2 separate regions of the Danio rerio genome follow, and region 1 is linked to region 2. Evidence: chromatin contacts called from public Micro-C data. All regions are on one chromosome and are shown on one strand. The core of a region is the stretch at or near the end of the contact, and the rest is flanking DNA. Distances in the headings are between cores, read along the strand shown.

The links. Hi-C and Micro-C count contacts between places; a contact is called where the count stands out from the background.
Region 1: a Micro-C map of caudal fin shows a contact between it and region 2, with 3 times the contacts expected there. The contact joins two enhancer-like sites. A contact is called at or near these places in 3 of 18 Hi-C or Micro-C datasets (caudal fin, embryo and fibroblasts).

What each region holds. Positions count from the first base shown.
Region 1 is chr13:18,970,281-18,977,257 of GRCz12tu, forward strand. lrmda (leucine rich melanocyte differentiation associated) reads right to left here. Exons shown (of 7, transcript NM_001020701.2): 6 at 2,392-2,479. Among named protein-coding and RNA genes, the nearest start is that of kcnma1a, 470 kb to the left of the region's middle. Within about 2 kb of position 4,426, at least 16 of the 62 cell types and tissues checked have an H3K27ac peak or open chromatin away from gene starts, as enhancers often do.
Region 2 is chr13:18,806,909-18,813,435 of GRCz12tu, forward strand. The region is part of intron 18 of kcnma1a (potassium large conductance calcium-activated channel, subfamily M, alpha member 1a); the gene reads left to right. Among named protein-coding and RNA genes, the nearest start is that of kcnma1a, 310 kb to the left of the region's middle. Within about 2 kb of position 4,108, at least 7 of the 62 cell types and tissues checked have an H3K27ac peak or open chromatin away from gene starts, as enhancers often do.

The DNA.
Region 1 (6,977 bases), core at 3,176-5,675, 160 kb after region 2:
AGAGGCGAAGGACGAAGATGAGGGCTTGTGTTATCTAACGCTGCAGTACAGTATCGTAAAAATAACAAATGGAGAGTGTCAGCTCGCCCAAATCTAAGCGGGAGAAAAAATATTTCATATGTCAGCTCCGTTCACCTTTTAATGGACTATTCTCAAGCAGCATGATTTTGACAAAGCACTGGGCTTTCCTCTACATCACTTGAGAGGTGCAGGTCAGCCTTTGTGAAATAGATCTGTCCTTGGTGGGGGGTTGAGAAGCACACAGCTGACCTCGCATGAAAGTACCACCGCCGTGGCCGTGACATAAAAACAATGCTTTGCATTGCACAGACAAAAGAGCATGATAAATGTGGCCGGCATGAAAGAGTCCAGCACTTCAAAACCATCTCATCTGCAGGCTTTCTATTAACAATCCAGTCTGCTTTGTTTACATACCTGTCATATGGGTATAAACCGTACAGCTATAAAGAAAAATAAGTAGCTACTTGAAAATTTGCTTGATTTTTTTGTGATTTATTAGTTTTATGTACAGACAAAATGTTAATATTTGTTTTATTCAATAAAAGTTGGATTATAATTCATGTCATAATTAAAAAAGAACTGAGAGCCAAAGAAATAAAATAAAAACTGATCAGAATACAAATGCTCAAAACTACTGTTGACATTTCTTCCGTATTAAAAAAAAAACATTGCCATAGAAACATTTTTGCCATTTAATACAATATTAACATTTTTAGACATGCTTATACACATTTTTCTGATAACTTAAAACAAAATAAAATTTATATTATTTAAATTTATGGATATTGATTGATATTATTCAATTGATATATTGATATTTGTTTAGAATAACATTTCTTCATAATAAAAAAGGCAACAGAGAGCCAAAAAAAAAGATAGAAAACTCGATCAGAATACAAATGTTTTCATTCGTTTTGACTGAAAATTGGGGTAATTACATCAAATATTGATTTCTTAAAAATATAAACCAAAAACTGGGCATTTTTGTTATTATTTTAAGCATACAATTTAATTATGTTATATGTTTGAGTAAAACTTAGGTTTTGTTTTATTCTATAAACTACTGATGACATTTCTTCCATATAAAACATTCCCATGTTAAATCATTTTTGGCATTTAATACAATGCAAATATTTTCAGACATGCTTATATTCATTTTTTTGATAACTTCAGATGATTGAAAACAGCAATATTTGTGGTAATAACCCAGATTAAATCAAAGAAATTATATCAAAACATCTATCTGAATGTCTTCATTCTATGTGTCATATATATTAACATTTTACTCAAACCTAAAGCTTTCAAAAATCTAACAAATCTTTATTTTATTTTTTTACTTTAAAGTGAGCTCTTAACCCTTTAACTGCCCCACCACCAACAACAAAAAATGGATAGCATTTCTTAACTCCAAATCAGGCCCTTAGCCAGGGGTGGTTCGGGTGGTTCAAAAGGCCCAATCCTCACTGACAAAGGTCCAGAATTTGCCAAATACATGAGCTCTTTTGTCCTATTTTGACTGCTATGCCATCATAAATAATGAAAATAACCCATGGAAAAAGGTTTTAAGACTAAGTGGAATCCTCTGTTGGCTGTGGTGACTTCAGCTAATCAGTTTTGGCCAATGCACACAATTATTTTCCATGAGTTCAACATCAAGCTGTGCAAGAAAGCATACAATCTGATGTAAGTCAGGTCATTTTTTGCTACACTATTGTTTTTAAACAGAGAAAATAGTTTACACGTAACTTTTATTCTAGATACTGGACCTTATTCTTGAAAGAAAAAAATGACCCAAAAAAGGTGTGAAGGATCAAAAGCAGCCCCTATTAAAAAGAATTTCAATCCTATTGTAGATTGTATTTGTTGATTTGTAGATTTGTAGATTTGTAATTGTTGTTATCCATAAATTATCAAATGTAGTTCTTTTTGGTTATGATGACCATCCAACAATCCATTTAAGCTAAAGTAGTGCTTAAAATGTCACTAAAATGCAGTATTTAAATAAATAAATAAATAGTAGCCTAAATGGCTATAGTAGCCAATTTATACAAAAATAAAAATTTTAATAAAATATTATTAAATACTAAATCTTTATTTTTGAAGTATGCCATAAAATATTTCATATATTCATTTAAAATTTTTTATTTATTTATTTTTTTTTACAATGAAACCAAAATAAAGTGTAGTAGTGCAACAGGATTATGTTTGTTTGACTTTCTTGTAAACCAACAATGCTGTGTGTATAAACCATTTTTTTAAATAGTCATTCTCTAAATGACTTTACAGTCGAGCAGGCAATTAAAGGGTTAATATTCTCCAGTATGCACAATGTTTTTAAATATTTTTTTTTTAAAAACAAAATAATACTACCTTTATGGTTCCGGGCATCTCTGGATCCTCTTGGCAGTGGTGTGTAAGGCGTGGCAATGGATTCAGACCTCGTATCACTGGCAGTGTCCTGAAACAGAACAAAAAAAAAAATGTATATATATATAATATTTCTCAGTGTGCAGTTTACACACCTGCAAACATTTATAACATCTACGGCAATGTATTACTCAGCAGAGACAGGAGAAATGTTGGTTATTGATTTCCGTATGCGATGATCCTAATTGAGTTAAATGAAAAGAAGTCATTTGTCACAAGCAATCTGGAATATTTCTTCAGATTGATGACACAAAAGGGAGAGAGAATGGAAAACGCACGGCGGGGCGAGAGACAAGTGAAGAATGCGGGTGAGATTTCACTGCCATGACTGATTGTCTAAATGCCATAAATTTTATCAGTGCAGAGGAGAGGAAATGTTAGGAGCGGCGTTCGTATTTTATCAGGGCTCAGGACGAGGGCAACTTTCATTATTTTGCAAGGAGGGGAGTGAAAGGTGAGGATGGGCGCTGGCTTTGATTACCTGTCCCCTGCCTATTGAAGAGTGGGGGCCACCAGGGAAAGGGCCCCAGTCACTACTCAGCCATGAAGAGCCCCACGGGTCAGACCTAGGTCAACCTGCCACTCACACACACACACACACAAGTGGCTGTGTGTTGACAATCCAACAGGTGGCATGAAATTACTGCTCTCCAAAGGCCAGACCTGAGTTTAAGTAAACTCATCTCTCACTGGCCGACCTTAAAAATACAAATATATTCACATAAAGGCCACCGCATAGACAGACAGAACAGGGAGACGAGTTGGAGAGAATACAGATCGCCTGTGTGCTTCGGGTAGGTCACAAGTGTTGTTTTCTACCTCCTTTGTCTTCTTTCAAGGACCAAAAACAAAGTATATATCATGATGTGTTGATATCTGATGCCTTTGTGAAAATATTCTGCCTTTCTGCAGGCAGAAATTCTCTGAGCATTTAATCATTCTGAGAGTAGAGGTTGCCTCTTTTTTACTGAAATCACTGCTTTAGTGAGTGAGAATGCCTTGTGCATGTAAGATTAAAAGAATTTAGATTTTAATATTTTCTAATTTGACAGTGCTCTTTTATAATTGAATGTGTTTCATAACAATTTATTTCTGTGATGGCAAGCTGAATTTGCAGCAGCCATTACTTCAGTCATCAATCAGAAATAATTCTAATATGATGATTAGTATTTTCAAATTAAGATCATAGCGCCCTTACGATTATGGGTAAAACTTTATTTTGATAGTCCATTTGAGTATTAGTAGACTTACTGCCTAATATCTGTTGATACTGCTGCTAAACAAACATTTCACTGACAAAAAAACTTTGCAAGTACATGTCTACTTGCACTAGCCCTAACCCTAAGCCCAACCTAACAGTCTACTTATATTCTTATAAGAATTAGTTGGCATGTAGATGCAATGTTTCTTAAACTCAACAAACGGACCATCAAAATATAGTGTGACTCAATTATGACTGTTGAAAACAAAAATAACTTTGCAAATCCTTCTAACATTAGAATTCAGTGCTTAAATGTAAAAAAAAAATATTATTTATAAATATTTTTCTGTATGTGAAAAATTTAATAAAATCAAATTAAAAAGCTTTGTTTGTGTATGTGTGTGTGTGTGTGTGATCATCACATGACTAATCTTCACACTAATTACCCAAATCCACTGGGGTACGGCAGCATTGGGGTTTCCAAGCATGTCAGCGCTTTCCTTGTTACCATTTCAATCTCCTCCGGCCATTTGGCTTTAATATCCTAAAGCAGCATTTTTAGTGTCAGCTTCAGTCCGCCCTGACTAATTTCCTCTGGACCTGACAGATCAGAGGCCTTCCCCACCAAACAGCCCTGTCCCAGCCACAAAGCCGCTCGTAATCCTGCTGCTTGTCTACAATTAATCTTCCCAGTTGCCACATTATTAACACCACCACCCACAGTCAGGGGCTGGCTATGCCCCACCGGACACACAGTACCCCCCCCTCCGGCCCAGCGGCCAGGCACGTCAATCACATGCCGTGCGCAAAAGTCGCCTGCTGTCAACATCAGAGATGCCCCCTTCTCTGCTAAGCATCCCACCCCTCCCGGGCCGAGTCCACTGATCAAACACCCCCATCCTGGAAGAAGATTAATCAGAGCCCTCCCTCCACTTCCTCCACTCCCATCCACTCCTCTCTTTCTCTTTATTCAATGAGCCATCATCGAGATGAGAAAGGAGGCCTGGCTCATAATGGGAATCCCGGCAGAAAAAAAAAAAAAAAAAGTTAAAGGAAAACTCAGTTTGAATGCCAGCTGTTATCTGGGGGGAAAAAGGGCAGGAGGACAAGAGCCTTGCTTTGATCGGCATCCTTAAGATTTTACACAAACATAATCACAAGCCAAGGGGTCATCCTGAAGCCTTTGAATTCATTCAATCCGGGAGCTTTAAGCATGCACAGGCAGTTAAGAGCTTTTCCTTTCACCGAGCACTTTGTTTTTGGTTGATTTTAAAAGATATACATCACTATCCATCAAACAAATGGCAACTTGTGTGCACAGACCTGCCTATCTTTAATGAATGATAGTCAGTTTGTTGGGAGATTTGTCTGAATGTTATTGCAGTAAATAAAATATCAAACCAATTGTCACCTGGAGGCAAATGGTGCAATGACCTGAGCAAACTAACTCACTAACATTTTTAAGCATAATGTCAGTTCTCAACGTTCACACAAGTGTGTAACGTCGTAACCCAAACCTCAGAAAATTGTGCATTTGTGTATTTTTACTTTAAAGGAAAAGTTAATTTGATCATTGGTGGTTGTGTATGTTGATTAGGGCGGTGAAATTGCTCGAAATCAAATCACAATCGCAATTTGAAGCATTGTTAATTTTATTTATTAATTATAGAATTTAAAGTTATAGCATTTATTATTGTTAGTTTAATATATATATATATATATATATATATATATATATATATATATATATATATATATATATATATATATATATATATATATATATATATATATATATTACAGTATGTAACCATCTTACTAGCCAATTGAGTGACAAATACTTTCATTCTGGCCAATTAGAATTGCACAACTGACCTATGCAAAGGCCCACAATTAAAAGAAAACAAACAAACAGGAAAGTGCAGACAAGTGAGATAATGGCGTCCGCTGCTTCAGAAGTTTAATAGACAAATTAATATATAAGAAAAACAGCATTGGTAATATGGGAATGTTTTGATTTCAAAGTGCTAAACACAGAACAAAAAAAAAAAAAATTTTTAAGAGCTGTCGCAGAATTGTTGCCACGACTTACAGATTATTGAGCTGAAGCTTGACTATAAAATTAAATCGCAAATCAAATCGCAACATATGTCAAAAAAATTTACAATTAGATATTTTCCCCAAATCGCACAGCCCTAATGTTTACACACTAAATTTATTAATCAATCAATTAATCAACTAATACAACAGTGACTGAAATAATCACGCTTGGCATAATGCATACCGAGGGTGATTTTTATTTTTATCAAAGTGTGTGTTTTTGGGGTTTGAATATGCATGTATGAATGAATAAATGAAATAAATGAAATAAACAAACAAAATAAATATTTAAACAACAACAACAACAACACTGGTAGTAATAATTACAGACTATAATTAAATAAATTGGTAAGTGAATGTTATAGCTACTTCTGTGGATACAAATAAATAAACAAACAAACAAAGACGGCTGTAGGTTGCTTGAATTGCCAATGAAACAATGAAACTGTCCATTTTAGAGATTAAAGATTAGTGTCTGGGTGAAAGATATTATGCCATTGACCACAAGGTGAAAGAAGAACCATTCACTCAATACAGCTCTGATGAACACTCCATCAAGGCTACAATTTTATATACATCTTTATAGACCATTTTGAGGGATGTAAACAAAAACCAATGTATTTCCTGTTTTACATTTTTAATTTCTATAGCTTCCAAGAATCCAAAAAAAAAAAAAAACAGCTACATATTGATCAATAATGTTAACACTGAGTTATGATTGAATTGCCTCTTGTTACAGTTGTGAAATAGTTTGATAACAAGTAGGAAATGTTCAATGGTCTATAAAGCATCAGCAAATAAACTAAAGCTCCTTCAAGAACACCCAACACCAAGACACATCTTCCAATCTCATCTTCCAGGAGCCAAACTTCAGCTCTCATCCGTTCCTTTTGTTCCTTCTCTTTCTCTCCACCCACTCACGTTCTGACATAAGAGTGCAATAATTTCCTGCACTGGTCAGATGGGGGCGCTGCAGCGTCAGGTTTGCATACGCCTCTCTCTCATCTCAGCACGCAGGGCTCTTGTTCTCCAGGCCCTGGGCATATGCTGCCTGCTCACATCATTATTGTCTTTATACACTGAGTAATCACTACACTTTATGATAATGCAGCAGAAATTTACAAGCTGGAGAAAGAAAGAAAGTCTCTAATAATGGCATTAACAGAGAAAGCCACAGCAGCTCTCGGCCCAACAGGGGCTCTGCACTCAAAGGGAGGACTGCTTGCTG
Region 2 (6,527 bases), core at 2,858-5,357:
CGTTAGGTTTAATGGAAGTTTGTGTTCTTTTATTTCAACTTCTTTATCATCATTGACGCACTTTTTGATGTATTTCCTTCCTTGCTGCCTTGGAATATCACCTCATTATTTAAACTTCTCACTGGTAGTGACATATTGTGAGTAAAAACGGGTTTCCTGTGGCCCAGAGTACACTCTAACTGTCTCACTCTGATAATAGTTCTATATATCTATATATCTATGTTGCATGTATCAGTCTAGCTGCTGCATCCCTCCTACACCTCTCATCTCTCCACTGTCGTCAGCCCAAAACAGTAATATGGCAGGATTTACTGGCCTGAAAACGACCCTGCCCTGACATCTACACAACCAGTCTCTAAAAGCAGAGAAGAATAAGGCCTTGACCAATAACACAGTACCTCCTAAAAGATTTACTCACAGCAGCTTTCAGAAATCGGAGATACATTAAAGATCCTCTCGAAACTCAACGAAACCTGTCATGACAATCTAAAGAGTCAAACAAGCCGATTGATTTTGCTACTATTAGTCATGGACCTCCGAGTGCCAAAGGGGAGGTTGAGTCGACTTGAATCCGTCCCCTCACTGTCAGATGCAATTTCGCATGCTGCTGTAGTTTCAGAGAGCAGAAAGAGTTCTTTGGGAAGTTCTTCGAATTCTTAGACTTAACGAGCATCGTCTCCAAAACACAATCAAAACAATCTGGTCTCCCTCTTGCCTACAGCCTCCCCTTTGTCTCCACCGCTCCGGCCCCTGCTTAGCCTCCCTACACAAGACGAGAACCATCGGCAAGAATTGAAATGTGTTGCATTTCAATTCTTTTCAGTAGTCGGGCCCTTTTTTACTCACTGCCCTTACTGATGCATCTCACAACATTAGGCTCACAGTGTTGTTGACCTGGCTTCTGTACACAGCACTGGCCACTAGATGCCACTGCAGTTCAATAAATAAGAATGGAACAGAATGGGAAACCTGAGGGCCTCATGAACCTATTTAGCAAGAATGCTATCAGCCGGTGTACACTGTAGGGTCTACTCACTTGTCAAATGGATTTCTTTATGTAGGTCTCCCCAAGGAGCCAGGGTGTTGTTAGCTTTTATATTGGTTGCATTAGTATTTTAAGCGCACATGTTTGAACTGTATCTAATGTATGTTTTGTTATCACATCTATTCACCAAACACTGCAAATGTGTTCCTGTACTGTACGTTAGCATTTTAACGCAGCCTGCTTTGAATTACGGGACAATGTCAGGAAAGGAAAGTCGATAGGCATGCTGAGAGCATTCTTGCTAAATCGGCTAGTTCTGTTAAAGAGGCTTCAGTAATTAGGCTCTCTGTGTAGTCATGTTCAGTCAACTCACATCATCATGTTGTCATGTGTCTCTTCCGCCCTCCATGTCTCACTGACTAACATAACCACATACTATGTGCTCCGATGAATGTCAACCCTCAAACTCTGAAGCGACAGATTTCAGCATGAAATTAAGTAGAAGCCCCGCTGCTGCATGTTTTCGCATTGCCTTAATCTGTTTCAGCCCCATAAACAGTAGACCGGGCTGCCGTATTATTTAACCATAAGAGATATGACCGTGGTCGCCTCCTTCTGCATGCCTGTTCTCCTTAATTTCAGCTCTTCTGCATGGTCCTGTAAGAATAACAGTCCCTGAGGTTATGGCTTTAAAGGCCAAGTCATTTACCGTATTATCTCTCCAGCATACAACTGAAATTGGCCTCTTAATTCAGGCTCATAACCTCAGATGGAAGTCAAAAGCAGGCTTTTCCCTGTGGATTGTTTGCTCTTTTGAGGGTGCCAGACTGGATTATGGTCCATTAGCAAGGTGGCACCAGGAGAATGTGTACCAGGGACTGTTTTTAGTTTGATTCACAGCAATCAAATGCTGCTATAGTCTCTCACTAAAGCTCTTTTGAGAGTTCCAAACATGCAGACACGCATACATATTCTTCTCATGTACTGTATGTTTGAATTAAATATGCCCAATGCATGGGATGCATCTTCCAATCATAGAAAGAAGGAGATGCCGTTTGGCATGTTACCACACAATTCTCCCAGTGGTGAGCAGAGTTTGACGAACAGAATAGAGCACCCACGTTTGAGCCTGTAGCACGTTGTGATGCCAATAACCTGCTGCTGCATGATGGGATTCAGGTACGTGATCCTGTCCTTTAGATACAGAGGATGTTATCCAAAGAGGTTTTGCTGCTGAACACCTTCACCCATTCCTCTCTGCCTGAATGTACCTTGCCCCAACTCCTGATCATATTGTCATATCTGACCTTTTGACCTTTTATGACATGATCAGCCTTAGGGCACGGCTTGACCCCAATGAGACGACTGCTTCCTGCCACAATAGCCCTCATTCGGAAGTTTCCAAAGTGAAATTTGGCATGTAGTAACACATTTGGACCGTACATCACCATTGCTGTATGAACAGAATCGAAAGCAAAGCAAAAAGCAAGCGGGAACACAGTGGTCCATCTGCGGGTCAAGCCTGTCAGAGCTTGCTGCTAAGGCATTGCACTTTTTGTTCCTGTTTGAAAAAGTTACCTTCAGACTTCCCTGGTTGAAAAAAACTCTTTTTGTTCCTTGCCATTAACCTGCTGCTTTCCTTTCCTCTCATCCAACACATGACTGTAGCCAAGATGTCCGTCTACAAGCGAATGAAACTGGCATGTTGTTTTGATTGCGGGCGCTCTGAGCGCGACTGCTCGTGCATGTCAGGCAGTGTACATAGTAACATGGACAGCCTTCAGAGGGCCTTCCCACTTTCTTCTGTCTCTGTTCATGATTGCTCAACCAGTTTACGTGCCTGTAAGTTCGATCGCCAAATCACATGCCGTTCGATGTCCGTGAACTGTGAGTGTGTCTGTGCAGTGTTTCATGTGCTGTGTTTTACGTCTGTTTCGTTCCTCCATTTTTTCTGTACCTGTGGCTTATTGGTTGGTACACTAGTACATTTTTGTTTGGTGAGTTGGTGGTAGTTGAAGTGACGTGGCTTCTCTGTGTTAGCGCTGCAGTAGGTGCAGTAAGACTGTGTTGGCGCATGCTGTGTTGGTGGAGCACTTGTGCGGTGCCGGTGACCTTCTGCAGTCACTGTTTTGGTGTTTACACTTTTACATGGCAGATGTACATGTGACCTATATGATGTGCTTTTTAATCAAAACATCCATGGGCTGAATGTGTACATTGAAACTAATGATGTTTGCACAATGTGTTCAGTGTTTAACGGTTAAGGAAAATGCTAATGAATGGCTAACTTTTTTTTCCCCCAGGTTCGAACACCGGGTATCCACACTCTTTGAATTTGTAATGTGTTCATTAAATATGGGCTGTCTCAAAATAATCTCACAGTAATTCGGAACTTTAAAATTTAATGTTTAGTAATTTGTTTGAATTTGTACAATCTCATTTGTACACCCCTATTGACGATTATGTTTAGGGGCAGGGTTACGGGCACAAATTTGTTTGAAAAATGATGCATTTTTAGGACAAATGACATTGTACGAATGCAGTAGTTACATTTTTCTGTAAGATCAGGCTGTCTGTCACATTAAAAACAAGCAAATGTCACTCAAATGTCCATCTCACTGGTCAAGATCCTTTTTGACTGTATTTGTTCATCAAAATTGAAAGGATATCAGTAAGTGAAAAGCAGTCATAACTGTATGAGCCTGTAATTTACTAAAATGATGCTTAATTTGCATGCCAGATGCTAGATTTTGATTGAAAGGGATCTTTAGTGAGATTTTTCTGTACTTTTCTGTTTATAAAGAGTAAGTATATACTGGCAATGTCTGTTGTGCTATTCTTGGACAATCATGTTTTACAACCGCAAGCCATTAATGCCTCCACCATTTCCACCGGCTGAAATAAAACCTCTTCCTTTAGTCCACGTTTAGGTGCAATTGAAAAAACACATCAAACTCTCCCCCTTTCCACAGGATCTGATCCTCCTCGATGATTTTCTCTTAGCCAGCAATCAGGGGAGAAAAAGTCAATGTGCTTTATTTAATGCCTTGTATACCACAGTGGGACTGTCAGGCTCAATGGGAAAGTTAAAAAGAGATCTCCTGACAGGAACTCAATTGAGATGGCAGTGACTCAGGCTATTGGATGAGGTCAGATGACTGAAGCAGTTAGTTGTGTAAAGGACAGCGCCGAACAGGGGTCTTCTCATTAAGCCGTAGCAGATGTGAAATACTAAAGCGTCTGTCAATTAGGAATGGCAGCGGTGCGACCTACTATAAAAGCAGGGGTCAGTTCAGGCGATCGCATTTCCTCTACAACTGCCTTCCGACTGTTCGCCACATCACTTTAGATTAGCATCAGACACTATGATGAGGTTGACTTTGTGTCTTGTGTTTTGGTTTGTGGTCATATCCCTGGAAACCAGTTACTGGTCATTACATAGTTACTGATCTCTTCACGTAGTGTCAGCCTTCATTTGTTTTCATTGCTGCTGTTTTTTTCTGCCTAGACTAAGTGCGTGTTGACTAAGACTGACAGCTAATGCCAGCTGCGGCTTTGTTTTGATTCTCGCATTGGTTCTGCCTCAGATCTAGCATTACATCTCTATGATGAGGAATTCACAGCGTTTCTTCATCTGACTTATGATTGTCAGTAATGATTTTTCTTCTAAATTCTCTGAACATGTCGTCACTTTGTTAGTCCTATTCTATTCTAGCACAATTGATCTGCAGTCGATCCACATAGGTTGTTTTCAATCAAGTGGTCCTGGTGCCACGCAAAATTCAAATCGAGGGCAAAAGATAAAAAACTAAAAGGGAGACAGAGAGGAAAGACTGTATTTTTGCGATTTATACAATATTTCAAAGGAGATAGAAATAGAAAATAATCACATTTGTTGGGCATGATCCTTATATCATGAAGAGGGCCAAGTTTTCTATTGATCTAAAATATATTTGCCTGTCATCGAGGCGATAGATACTGTATAAGCTATTACTTTACATGAAAAAACAAATACTATTGTGTTTGGAAGCATACTATGCACTTTCAGAAATAAAGGTACGCGAGCTGTCACTGCGGTGGTACCTTTTCAAAAGGTACACATTTGTACTTAAAGGGTCCATATTGGTACCTCAAACTTGTAAATTAGTGCCTAAAAAATTAAGAGGAACATTTTTTTTACTTTTAAAGTAACAATATGTACCCTTGAGGTATTAATATGGACCTTTTAGGTACAAATCAGTACCTTTTGAAAAGGTACCTTTATTATTGAGAGTGTAGATAACTACTTGAATTAAACTGTTATGATAATTACGTATATTGTTGCTGTAGTACTACACAACTGTAATAAACACATTATTCAAAAGGCTTCAGTTGTTATATACCATCACGATGCACTTCACTTTACACTAAGTAAACGTTGCAGTATTTATTGCAGTTTATCAGCTTACTATACTACCGTATTCTGTTACATTCAATAACAAAAAGGTTGTACACATTATACACTTTACTATGTGTTTCAAAAACTTGTTTATTATAAATTACTATAGATTTTTCCTCATGCAGATGTCTTCCAGACATCACAAAATAACAGATGAAAGCACACAAAAGCATGGACGCATAGTCTACATTATTATTTACTTATTTATTTTTGTAAGGGAGAAAAAGTGCTCCACAATAATACCATCTATATTTTTGATGCAAGGGTTTCAATTCTTTTTGTAATGTGTACTACATTTATTTTAATTGGCAATTCGCTTGATGTTTTTTTATTTATTTATCTTATTATAGAATACTGTTTATCAATTTATTAATTATTTAATTAATTTATACTTAACGGAAAATTCACAAAAAAAAAACAAACAAAAAAAACATTTGATTTACTCACCCTTTTTTCTGTCCTCTGTTGACCACAAATATTTTTGAAGAATATTAAAAACTGGTACCATGACTTCCATAGTGTATTTTTTTATTTATCTATGGATACCAATGAATGGATACAAGAAATTCGTAAAAGTGTGTAACCACTTGAGTGTTAGTAAATATTAATTTTATTATTTTTCTAGTGAATTAATCCTTAAATATTTTTTTTCCATTAATGCATTTTATTTATATATTTATCAATATAAAAAAGTGCATATTTGCAATTCACAATTAAATATATGATTAAAATATGAGCAAAATCATACGAGTAGTAGTGCGATATGGCTGTATATCGGCACTGCTGGGAGGCGTGCATTGGCACGAGTGCAGACATGCTACGAGTGTGATATTGCTCATATATAGGCCTGTTTTTTTAATGAATTTTTATGTTTTATTTAAATCTGTCTTTGCATCGCTTTCTAAAACTTTTTGTGCCAACTTTCCTTAAAATTATGATTCTATTCTTTTAGAAAAGTGAGATCTTATTTTAATCATATTTGGGATATTTCCCTGCATAAATTAAATTCACGACTTGGAAATGTAGCTACTGACGCTCTCCAATAAATTGCAGATTGTGTGTTCCTATATGGGTTAGAAAGCATAAATATCAGCTCCTCCCCGC